Regions from separate parts of the Mus musculus genome. Here all the other regions are linked to region 2. A link is a contact called in public HiChIP or PLAC-seq data. All regions are on one chromosome and are shown on one strand. Each heading gives the region's core, a stretch centred on a gene start, on an enhancer-like site or on the middle of the called end of the contact. The rest is flanking DNA. Distances are from core to core; before and after follow the strand shown. Region 1 holds the start of Adamtsl4 (ADAMTS-like 4). Region 2 holds the start of Mtmr11 (myotubularin related protein 11). Region 3 overlaps Polr3gl (polymerase (RNA) III (DNA directed) polypeptide G like). Region 4 holds the start of Ankrd35 (ankyrin repeat domain 35).

Region 1 (2,803 bases), core at 62-2,561, 470 kb after region 2:
TCTCACTGGCAGGATCTGTTCAAACTAGACTTGGAGACTTAAGGACTTAAACTAGCTTCTGTGCCCTCAGCACAAAGTGTAACATATAGCCAAGAAACTAGGAAACATTAGCCGGGGGCACCAGGGCCCTCTGTTGTTTTATGGGTTGCAAGACAATATGTTGCTACAACTTCTGTATTTGAGTGTCTTGACATTGGTGGTGAGCCTGGCCTTCAATGGCTGAGCCATCTCTCTAACCTTGCTCTGGTATTTCATTGTTGAAACTAGGGTGGTCTCACTCTGTAGCCCAGCTTGCCCTAGAACTTGCTGGATTTCCCAGGCTGGTCTTGAACCAGTGGTTCCCCTCTCTTGCCTCAGCCTCCCAAGTGCTAAACATGCACTACCATTCCCTATATATTCTCCCCCACCCCCACCCCCCGCCCAGCCTCAGCTGGAATTCACCCTGAAGACCAGTCTAGTATCGAACAACCTATACGTTTTTGTTTTTCAAAGAAGTTACGAGGTTGGACAGGCAAGGCATAGGCAGGCCTTTAATCCCAACACTGCAGTAAGCAATAGCAGGTGGATCTCCATGAGTTGAAGGCTGGCCTGGTCTACACAGTTCAAGCCAGACAGGGCTACCGAGACCCTGCCTCAAAGACAAACAACAAACCAACAATCCATTAAAAGACATATGAATAGAATAAAAAGCATAAAAACTGAAAGCTGTTTTCATCCCTTCCCCACCCCTCCTCAGTCATTCTTCCACATGGAGATGGATAAACATTTCCAAGCCTAATATACACATCAAATTCTCCCATTCTACAGAGGACACTGCCGCATTGAAGTTGAAGTGCTCATGAAAGACCACAGAGCTGGCAAGTGCTCAAGCTGAAATTCAAATCCAAATTGTCTGACTCATAATTCAGCGTGCATTCCTCCCGCTAAGCTCCAGGGTGTAAAATTTTATGGATGAAGAAACCGAGGCTCAGAGAGGTCCCTGGCCATCAGAGCCACATGGTTCACTGCCCAGTATGGGAAAAGCGGAGGCGATGGCATTGGCTGCATGGAGGAGAGGGCCTTGGCTTGAGCAGATCTGAGTTTGCTCAGGGCTACATGGGTCTAGTTTGCAAATCCCCTTGCTGGTTCGGGGCTAGCCCAGGTTCTTCGAGGACAGGCTCCAACCAAAAGGAGCCTGCCAGAGTTGGTGGGGTCTCGAGCCCCGGGGCGGGCGCGGGAACCGTGTCCACAGCGTGGCTGCAAGCTCTTTAGCTGTACGGGGCACCCGGGGTGGGTGGTTGAGTCCGGCGCGTGGCGGGCGGGGCACGGGTGGCGTGGGGCGGAGCCTGCCGCGGGCGGCGCTGTCCTGGGGCTCCGGGCCGCGGTGGCCACTACCAGAGGCAGCTGGAGAGAGCGGGCGCAGAGAAGGTAGAACCTCCCCGACCCCCCGCCTGGGCTCTGACTGTCTCAGAACAGCGGACCCTAAGGCGAATTCCTGGGGAGGGGGTCTGGTCCCTGGGACTCCGAGTCCCATCACCCGGGCGAGGGCTTGTGCCAAGATTCCTATTAAGTCACATAGTGAAGTTGGAAAACATACCCAGGACCTCCCTGCACGCCGGCACAGCCGGCTCTTCCCTGAGGGGCTTCGGGAAGATGCGACCAGACGCCTGTACTCTGGGAACGCAGGGATAGGGTGTCCGGGAGGGATGCGGGTGAGTGCTCTTTGCACAACTCAATCTGTTGTGAGAGGTTGAGGGAAAAGACACCTGTTGGGATGTTTGGGGGGGGGGGGATGCCGTGAAAACCCTGGCATTCTGACAGGACAGCATCTCTCCTCTGCTAGCCCAGCCCTTACTAACCCTCCCTCCACCCGTCCACTCTGCATTGGCTCATTTGCCTGAAGTGAGCCTGGGGTGAAGGGGTTAGCACCCTGCAAGTCACTTTCCTTGGTGTCACTGGCCCACAAGGGGGTGTGACCAGGAGCAGCATAGGTTTGTGCTCAGCCAGGGTCCACCGTGACTTCAGGATGCCCACTTCCAACCTCATTTTCCTCACCCTGGGCGTGGAGAAAGGACAAACATACATTTGTGCGGGGGGGGGGGGGGGTGTCGGCTCCTGCTCCCCTATGCAGGGGAGGGTGGGGTGGACTTTTCCAGAGAGGGAGCCAGGCCTGGCCCTAGCCCCAGGAGTTCTCGTCACCCCCCACCCCTCACTTCTCCAGAGAGCTGCCAAAACCAGCTCAGGACAGGATTATGTGTACTGGGTAGACCACGGAGAGGCATCAGGGACAGACTGGAGGAGCAGAGAGGCGCAGAGGGAGGTGGAGAGGGGACCAGCATCAGACAGGTTGTGTCCATCACACACACCCCCCATCCTTCCAGCCTCACTGGGCAGGCAGAGGGCTGATGAGTGGGTTGAACAGGGCCACTCGTCCATCAGGGAAGTCGTAGATTCAGTGGCTGGCTCAACTGAAGAAGGACGTGGTGCCTTTTACCTCCTCCCTAGCTCCAAGAACTCAGCTCAGCCCATTTGGTCTCCTCCTCAAATTCCCAAGCCCTGGGGTCCCAGGGAGGGGGAGCAGGACCTAGCTTTGCCCCCCTCTCTGTCCTTTGCATGCCCTGATCTGGCCTACTTTGGCCAGCGATCCTTGGATTCTTCTCATGGTGCCATTCAAAGGCAGCAGAAACAGTGTTTTTCCTGGAAAGCAGAACTTAGATGGGATGAGGATGTGGGTAGGCGGGGCCTCAAAGAGAAGGCAGGGAATGGAGGATGGGGGTAGGGAGAGACAAGATTTGAGGACAGGTATGAAGACCCCTGCTACCCA
Region 2 (2,830 bases), core at 99-2,598:
TAGCCTAGGTTAGCCTGGAACTCTCATGGTCTTCCATCTCAACGCCCCACCCCCCAACTGCTGGGACACCGCACCAAGCTTTTCTATTACACTAATCACCTCACCTGCTTTCGCTGCCATCCACAAGGCTGGAAGGTTACCCTAAAGTTAGTGCAGATCAGAGTTCCAGGCAGGTCTAGTCCTGGCCCTTTCCTTCGTCCTGGTGCCCATGCTAGGATATGCTCCCCTAAAAGGGAGAAAGAGAAGCAAAGGTCTAACTATCCCCAATGCTGCCCCACACTTCTATGTGGCTACTCGTCTATCCTTAGATGTAAAATTGAAGGAAAAGAATAGACTTTTTTTTTTAACTTCTAAAACCCTGCATAGAACGTGGCACATATACACTCACTGGTCTTTGGATAGTTAATAAGAAAAGTGGTAGCCGGGGTGAGAAAGCAGAATGAACAATGTCCAGGCCTTCCACAAGCTCTGAGGAAGGAGGCAGGAGAATGAGTCTCAGAAACACTTCGAGGAAAGGAATAGGGAGTATCTTTGGTGAAAACAAAAAAGGATGGGGTAGGAAGACTTTTAAAGGAATCTAGAGAGGTCATTTTATTACCTGGGAGACAACCAGAGGCCAGGCAGCTGCCAAGCTGATGACTGCTGGGCTCCGGCATCCTGTTCCCTGGGTTAGACTTCGGTCCAGAGAGCTGAGCAGGGGAGAGAGTTAATCTGGGACCCCCTAAACTCAGAATCTGGGATTTCTCCAGTAGCTGCCTTTGGAGACCCGCATTGAGTTCATTTGTTCGGGTTCTTCCCCCCCCCCCCCCCCCCCTTCTCTGCTCTGCTCTCCTCTCCTCTCAGGGAAATTGAGATCACTGACTGCGGCTGGCAGACAAGACAAGGAGGGGCTGGTTAATGGATAATGAGACAACTCGAGACTGAAAAAGGCAGACGAGCTCCATAACAGTTGATAAAACAGATACACCCTCCTCCTCTGAATCCTTTCCTTCCCCTTTAATTTCCACAGCATCCCATTCACACTCTCTTGTTAGCTACCCTCCCATTCCTTTTCCTTACCCCCATCTCTGGCTCCTCCTTCTGGGGGGCAATGTTGAAACTCTGGCCCCGGCCCCCCCACCACATTTCCCTGGCTCCATCCGGGAGTAGAGCAGCTAAGGGTGGGAGTCCTCAAAGATGCTGGCTCTTTTTGGGGAGAGGCTAAATCCTAGAGGTGGGGAGAAAGAGGCTGGGGAGGACGCAGCGGTAGCGGCATTTCGGATACCAGGAGCACAGTTCCAGGGGTCTTATTTGAAAGGTGTGTCCTGCCCAGACAGGGGAGGCTCTTTGGAAACTTCGGTGACTCTAAGAGAACAGGCAAGATGCCCAGCCCCTTAAAGGAGAATACGCAATTTTTTTTTTCAAAGTAGAAAGGAAATGGAGGAGCTTAAGAAAGATGGGAGGAATGGGGGAACTGGGGATACCCAGATTCCCTTAACCCACATCCACATTTTAGTCTCTTTCTGTTCGTGAATATTAGTGGGTGTGACGAGGGGAGCAGTAGTTAAATGAAAACATTTTGGGCTAGCTCTCTATACTTTTTCAATGAGAGATGAAACACTAGGAAACTCAGTTATTTTGGTTTCGTTTATTCATGGGTTTTGTGATTTTGTTCATTTTCAGCCTCCTCTGACAACCTAACGGGTTGAGAAGGGGACATAAAGGGAACTGAACCTTGTGTCCTTTTCTGGAGAGCGTGACAGGCCCAGGGGCAGAATGGAGTGGACGGAAATTGGTGTGTCTGGGATGCAGACACAGCACAGGTATTTTGGTGTGCAAATCTCGGCAGTGGGGCGGGAGCTAGAAAACCCAGAAAAAGATCGTGGTATATCTAAACCAGCCTTTGCGCCCGGCGAGCGCACCTCCCCACTCCCGCAGCCACCTATTCCTATGGAAAGCCCAGCCCCAGGTACATGACTCCGCCCCTCCAACCCAGTCACCAGATCTCCTAATGAATGATTCATGTTCTGGACTTTGAAAGCTAAGGACTGGAAAACTCTTTTCAGCTCCAGGATCACATTTCCCCCTCCTTCCCTGCTGAATTTAAAAAGCAAAGATGGGGCTGTAGGGCACTGAACAGAGATGCTAAGGAGGGCAGCTTGAGGGCAGCATGTTTCAACACGGAGAAGACAGGAAATGAAATACAAAATAGGTGTTAATGAGCTGCTGTTTTATTGTTTTTGAGTCTGTACAGAGGCAGCAATCCTTAGGTGGGGGCCGTGACATTCAACACTCCCTTCCCCACAGCACACATCCTTCCAGCCTCAGCTTCCAAAGTTCTCTTTGTTGGCTGCAACTGTGGAAATAGTGAACTAGCATGAGCAGAGACTGGAACAAACAGGTATGTACTTGCTAGCAAGCTGGTCTAGACGCCTGATTGTAGAAGTCCTAAAGACTGCTGGTCACCACCACCCCACCACACACCTCAATGCTTCTGGAATAAAGTATGTAGTAAGGAACAGCTTAGGAACAGGTGTGCCAAAATCCCATGACCTACTTTTCTTCTCCCCACCACTTTCCTCCGAAAGCCTCATTCTGTTCTTTAATATCTTGAGGTATGGGAACAGCAGAATATAGAGGGAATGGTCAGGACGGAGAGAAGTGATGTGATCATCGCCTAACCAGAAGCACAAAGGGGCTGCAGTTGAGGATTAGGTTAACAGGAAGACTCTCACCACCTGCAGCACAAATGCAGATAGATGTCCACTGGATGGAAAGGGGATAGAGAGGCAAGGAGCTGTGTCAGATTTTTCCATTTTCAGACCCTCGCTCTGGTTATAGGTTTGTGCCA
Region 3 (2,935 bases), core at 225-2,724, 410 kb before region 2:
TATTTGTTTTGTTTTGTTTTGGTTGGTTGGCTTGGTTTGTTTTTTCCAGACAGGTTTCTCTGTGTAGCCCTGGCTGTCCTGGAACTCACTCTGTAGACCAGGCTGGCCTCAAACTCAGAAATCCGCCTGCCTCTGCCTCTGCCTCTGCCTCCCAAGTGCTGGGATTAAAGGCATTCGCCACCATGCCCAGCTTTGTTATTGTTTTTTGAGAGAAGATCTCATGTAGCTCAAGCTGGCCTGGAACTCGGTATGTAGCTGAGGCTGGCCTTGAATTTTGGACCCCCCCCCACCCCCCCAAGCCTTGGGATTACAGGGACGCGCCACCACAGCAGACTTACTAGCATTTACTTCTGTTGAGAAAAAATTGGTTAGAATCCAGGTGACCTGTGTGATCCCTGGGGGCTGTGATGCGCAGCCGTTGACAGTTTAGGGGAGACTTGGGGTGGGAACAGTCAAGAGGAGTAAGGCCTGTTTTGTACTTTTAAATAAAATGTTTGTATCTGTCTAACATGTCTAACAGAGTGATGTGTACTGGGAAAGGGCCGGAGGCAAGGCTGAGGGGGTGTCCAGTCAAGCCATTCTTACCCCTGCCACGCCCCCTTTCAGAGGACTGAATTTACAGCCATGCAAATGCTAAACGGGTGTTCCATCACTCAGCCATGCCCCCATCTCTTTTTATATATTTGCTTTAGAATTTTTAGGCAGAGCTTTTGCTAAGTTGCCTAAGTTGGCTTTGAACTTAACCCTGTAGCCCAAACAGGCCTGAAACTGTCTCAGCCTCCCTAGCTGTGGTCCCAGGTCTGTGCCACCAGTGTCAAATCTCTGCGTGTCCAGTGTGACACGGGTGTGTGTGTGTGTGTGTGTGACCGCCTTGACCCTTGACCTTTACTTCTCAGCTCTCCCTTGGAGGACATTCAGGAACTCATCTGCAATGCTGTCTGAAAGCAGCGCTGGGGAAAGCATAGGCTCGCCCACAGACTACCCTAGCCTTTGGCCTCCAGCAGCACAGGGACATGAGCCTGCATAGTCAGGCACATTTACCAGGACACCAGCCCTCTCCTTTCTCACACTTGACCTTGATGGTGTCCTTATTTACAAAGAGTGATTGCAGCTATTTTTGTGCAGGGAGTCCAGAAAGCCAGGGGCCGGGAGAGAGGAGTGACTCACTGCTTTCAGCTTACCGTCTTCCAGGACCTGGAGAGCCCACTTTGAAAGGCATATTTAGGATCTCCCTAAATATACTGTTCTCTACAGACAGCCGGGGTGTGGCTTGCAGCTCCTTCTTTTTTGTTGTTCTTTCCTTTGTGGAATTAAGTTAGCCTTTCTCACTCCACTTTGGGGAGGGGGTAGGCGGTGTTATCTTCCAGGAAGTAAGGAGGGTGGGGAGGAAGGGAGTGATTTAGGGACACTCAGCTCTAAGAGAGGCTTCCTCGCCCACACAGCGCTCCCTTGGGTGAGGTCACTTCCCTGGCCTCTGATTGGCTTCTAAGGAAGGCTTCCTCGAGCTGATTGGTTGCATGCACTTGCCATGCCACAGCCACGAGTAAGTTGCGTGTCCAGTATAGAAACAGAGTAAGGAGACCTGCAGAGACATCTGCCGTGCTACCACGGGAGGCCCCACTGAGCATTTCATAGTCTAAGGATGGACTGTGTGAGAAGCGTCCAATAAGCTTCCCAATCGCTTTTAGACAGGCCGACCGAATTTCCTACAGCATCGTGGGTTAGAGAACCGAAATCCAAGGTCAGGTATTTCTGACCCCATTGTACAGGGCAAAGAGGGGCTTAGACTCCATGGAGGAGAAGCGCCTTCAAGGCCTCGTTTAAATGTGGTAGCAAGTGTTGGGATAGAAGCCCAGCCAAGAAAGCAGAGCCGGGAACAGGAATAGAAGCGAACATTCCAGAGTTATTGAGCAATTTGTGGTGATTGATGTGTTTCCTTTTCTAGCTCTCCGAGGTGAGGGAAGGGCGGGGCCAGGAGACTTGTCCCTGGGGTTTCCCACAGTTCTACAGCCAGCGACTGTAGCTAGGGAGGAAACAGCCGAAAACAAAGATCCTGAACGGTTTGGTTCTGTTTTGTTTACCTGTTGTCTTTTCCTACGTTGTCCCGTGCACACACAGTGGAGGGGAGACACCATCCTAACCCTCATTACTTAAGTCCAGGTCTATGTTGAGAGACACTGCCACAGGCTAGCCCACCTGATGCTCCTCTTTTTTTTTTTTTTTTTTTTTTAACATTTCATTTATTTGGCCAAGGGTGTACAAAATGGCGTGTGTGGGGAGCCCAGAGGACAGCCTGCTGGAGTCAGTACTCTCCTGCTGCCATATGGGTCTGGGGGCTCACATGCAAGGCTTGGAGGCAAGCACCGAATGAGCCAACTCACATCCCTGGGAACTTGGTGGTGGGACCAAAGATCCCGAACTAAAGGTGGTAAAGGAGGGCAGGACACTAGTCCCCACCCATCTTTCCACAGTTCCGTCCCTTCACGTTGCCTTTCCCCTGGCGCAGGAGAAAGGAGGACAAAGGTTGGAATGACCACTTGGGATCAGTCATGCTACCTCAAAGACAAAGTGTCATAAATATCAAGTCATTCTTGGACTCTGCCCTGCCTGGACTCCTGCCTTCCCTGGCAGGTGACCTTGTTGGACAAAGCCAGTGACACGAGACACAGCAGCTTCCCCAAATTCCTAATTGGTTCCAGGCAATAGCTAAACCATGTCCACTGACCTTTCCCCAACTTCCCACAAGCACTCCCAAACAGGCAGAGGCTGGAGCCTGGGTCCAGCAGACAGGGTCAAAGCCGCTCTTCCTGGAGAGGCAGGCAGCACAGCAGTTGAGGCCTGGCCTACTAATTTACATAGACCTAGTCAGTGTTTGCCACCCAGGTACATAATACCCATTAGGAACAGTTCTTATTGTCTAAATTGCTCCAATGCC
Region 4 (3,023 bases), core at 274-2,773, 510 kb before region 2:
GGGACTCATACCCCCAACCTCCTCAGAAGACGCCATTCCCTCCACAGAGGGCCACTCCGGAAGAACTCTTTAGAGAAGGACAACTGTATCCTCCCTGAACCACCATCTTCCAAAATCTTTGTTTTGCTCTAGAGGGGAGAGAACGGAGAAGAGAGTAACCCTTGTCAGGAACTCTCTCATTGTGATCCACTCTGTCTTCTCCTTCACCATCTCATTCCCCTAACTCAATCAAAGAAAATGAACACAAATGCTAAACAAGACAAAGGAATAATTGGGGGTGGGGTGGGATGGGGGGAGAACCAGACAGAACTTGATTGGTCCCAAGAACCAGTCTGAAGACTAGACAGTACAGAGAACTGGCCAGGGTAAATTCTGCAGGCAACTCACCCAGGCTCTTGGGGATCAGCCAGGAGACTTGTCTGTCCTCTGACAGCGTTTGTCTGGCTAGCTAGGTTGCAAGGTTAAGCCACTGTAAGCAGGCAGGAGGTCCAGGCAAAAGGTAGAGGAAGTAATATTGAGGAAAAGGTCACTGGAAATTAAGAAAACAGAGGCCCCATGTTGGACAGACGCTTGGAAAGAGATTTGGATTGGTGCTTGAGAGAGTGGAAGAGGCAGTGTCATGGAGTGGAAGAGGCAAGTTTGGTAAAGGAGGCTGTGAAGAAGGGTTGGAAGAAGGCACTGGGGTGAGAATACTTTGGGGGCAGAAAATACTGTTAGGGGCAGAAAGCAAAGAGTAAAAATGGAGCTATGTGAGAGAGAACGTTGTGAGAAGGCAAGGATGGAAGTGAAGCTATAGGGCAGGAATTAGGGATAGAAGTAGGAACGGATTTAAAGGCTGGGGTGGGGGCGGGCAGATGTCTGGAGGTGGGTTGGTACTGGGAGCCGCAGCTGAAGTAGAGACCAGGGTCATTGGAAGAGAACAGAACTTTAGAAAGCATACCAGAAGCTGGAAGCCAAATATGTTGGGAAAAGGAGCCAAGGGGAAGCACCTTGGGAAGGAAAAGATTAAGGGACAGGGTTTTAATAACACCCATAAGTTCAGTTACCAGGGCTGGCGACCGCATTATCAGAACTGCTAACATCGCAGGAAAGACTGATGCAGGCAGGGTTAATGCGATCATCCATGGAGATGGGACTCAGGACTTCTGTCAACACAGGGCTTGAATCCCAGCCACAGCCCTTCTCCCACACATTTGGCACCTACCGCCACTTGTGAACTGGAGCAGGAGAAGATGCGCTTCATGGCCGGGGCTAGGGCCACGGGGGGACGGGGACGCGCAGAGAGCCGGGCCACAAGTTCCTAACCCAACTCGGCTACGGCTGTGCCGAAAGACAGCTGTCAAAAAGCAGACTGGGTCCCGCCCCAAGCCCCGCCCCAGATCCCACCCCGCTCAATCGTAGACGTTCAACTGAAGGCTGGGCTTAAAACCCCGCCTCTGGCCCTGCCTAACCCCGTCCCTGCAGAGGCAAAAAGCCCGCAGTCTTTTGCGGCCACCCTGGCTGGCTCTCAAGTTCCGCCCTTCAGCCGAAGCCCGCCCCCTGTAGTTACCTACCGAATCCAAGAGGGATGCTCGCAGCCTCCGCACCAGCGACTTCCAGGCCCTAAGTCCCCCGTCTTTCTGCTTGGAGCTCCACCCCCAGTTCCGCCCCCGCCCCCTCTCAAGGACCTCCACAAGCTTCGATGTCACCAACCTCTTTTACCAGTTAATGACTCTTAGTCATAGCCATGACCTGTGTGTGCTTCATCCCCTCCCTCCCAACGCCCCAAGATCTTCTATAGAGTTTGGAAACGTGATGCACTAAGCAGACTTGATCACCAATGGGTGATTTGTGACCCACTGCAACCAGAGGTTGGACAAAACTCAAAGGATCAAGCCGATCACTAACGCAGATCTTAGAAAGCAGCAAGGGGAGAGTTTTTACTGTCTGCTTCCCCACTCCAAGAAACAAACAAACAAACAAAAAGTCCGACCTTCCTTATCCTTTAGACTCACTTCTTAGTAATTCTTGTTTGACAAGTATTAGTTGCAGCCAACTGGTCTGGCCTTCCCATCTCTCCTTTCTCCTCCCTGTAAACCAAGCAAGCCCACCCAAATACTCATGGAACCCTATGGAATAAAGCCCAAAATTCTTTTTAGAAGTGTTTTACATTAATTCATTTACTGAGGCATGAGTATGCGCTAAGGGTGGGCACCCTTGTGGAGGTCAGAAGACAACCGGCGTTGGCTTTCTCCATTCACCTTGTGAATCCGGTGCTTGAACTAAAGTAGTGAGGCTTAGCAGCAGACCCCACCCCCACCCCCGCCCCCCCAAGATGCTATAGGCCCAAAGTTCTTTTCTTTTTTCTTTCTTTCTTTTTTTTTTTTTTTTGTTTGGTCGAGACAGGGTTTCTCTGTGTAGCCGTGGCTGTCCTGGAACTCACTTTGTAGACCAGGCTGGCCTCGAACTCAGAAACCTGCCTGCCTCTGCCTCCCAAGTGCTATTATTACAGGCATGTGCCACCACCGCCCGGCTTAGGCCCAAAGTTCTTAACATGGTTTTCAAGGTTCTTCTGAAACAGAAGCCTGAAGAAGGTGTGGTGACGCATCCGCCTTTAATCTCAGCACTCCGGAATCAGAGGCAGGTAGATTTCTGTAAATTGAGGCCAGTCTTGTGTGGTGGGTCTACATAGCAAGTTCCAGGACAGCCAGAGGTACATAACAGAGAGATCCTGTCTCAAAAACCAAAACCAGAAGCCTGCCTTCACTCTCAGTATTTTCTGGCAAACTTCCAAGTTTAAACTGTTGTAGCAGACCATTCATTCATAATGCCCTTTGCAACTTTTTTTTTTTTAAGATTTATTTATATGTAAGTACACTGTAGCTGTCTTCAGACACTCCAGAAGAGGGAGTCAGATCTCATTACCATGTGGTTGCTGGGATTTGAACTCCGGACCTTTGGAAGAGCAGTCGGGTGCTCTTACCCACTGAGCCATCTCACCAGCCCCCCCCCCTTGTACTTTCTTAATCCATGTAAAGTGTTTT

What was found. HiChIP or PLAC-seq counts read pairs in DNA pulled down with a chosen protein or histone mark.
Region 1: a contact with region 2 is called in a FOXA1 HiChIP or PLAC-seq map of pancreatic cancer cells. The contact joins the promoter of Adamtsl4 here to the promoter of Mtmr11 in region 2. A contact is called at or near these places in 2 of 39 promoter capture datasets (hematopoietic stem and progenitor cells and liver), 1 of 484 Hi-C or Micro-C datasets (embryonic stem cells), 1 of 115 datasets of contacts at active chromatin or transcription factors (pancreatic cancer cells) and 1 of 9 other capture datasets (pancreatic islet).
Region 3: an H3K27ac HiChIP or PLAC-seq map of microglia shows a contact between it and region 2, with 5 times the contacts expected there. The contact joins the enhancer-like site here to the promoter of Mtmr11 in region 2. A contact is called at or near these places in 1 of 39 promoter capture datasets (pre-B cells), 2 of 115 datasets of contacts at active chromatin or transcription factors (bone marrow-derived macrophages and microglia) and 2 of 9 other capture datasets (adipose tissue and pancreatic islet).
Region 4: a contact with region 2 is called in an HNF4G HiChIP or PLAC-seq map of pancreatic cancer cells. The contact joins the promoter of Ankrd35 here to the promoter of Mtmr11 in region 2. A contact is called at or near these places in 1 of 115 datasets of contacts at active chromatin or transcription factors (pancreatic cancer cells) and 1 of 9 other capture datasets (adipose tissue).

What each region holds. Positions count from the first base shown.
Region 1 is chr3:95,686,425-95,689,227 of GRCm38.p6, reverse strand. Adamtsl4 (ADAMTS-like 4) reads left to right here and starts at 1,311. Exons shown (of 18, transcript NM_144899.3): 1 at 1,311-1,407.
Region 2 is chr3:96,160,488-96,163,317 of GRCm38.p6, reverse strand. It overlaps Mtmr11 (myotubularin related protein 11), which reads right to left and starts at 1,348. Exons shown (of 17, transcript NM_181409.3): 1 at 1,060-1,348; 2 at 599-689; 3 at 105-226. The coding sequence starts at 1,125. Otud7b (OTU domain containing 7B) reads right to left here. Exons shown (of 12, transcript NM_001025614.1): 12 at 2,189-2,830.
Region 3 is chr3:96,575,445-96,578,379 of GRCm38.p6, reverse strand. It overlaps Polr3gl (polymerase (RNA) III (DNA directed) polypeptide G like), which reads left to right. Exons shown (of 8, transcript NM_027241.4): 8 at 1-508. Among named protein-coding and RNA genes, the nearest start is that of Gm15441, 10 kb to the right of the region's middle. Within about 2 kb of position 1,474, at least 381 of the 459 cell types and tissues checked have an H3K27ac peak or open chromatin away from gene starts, as enhancers often do. A contact at or near this core is called in adipose tissue, bone marrow-derived macrophages, microglia and 2 more, where this site is marked.
Region 4 is chr3:96,668,631-96,671,653 of GRCm38.p6, reverse strand. Ankrd35 (ankyrin repeat domain 35) reads right to left here and starts at 1,523. Exons shown (of 14, transcript NM_001356538.1): 1 at 1,205-1,523. The coding sequence starts at 1,243.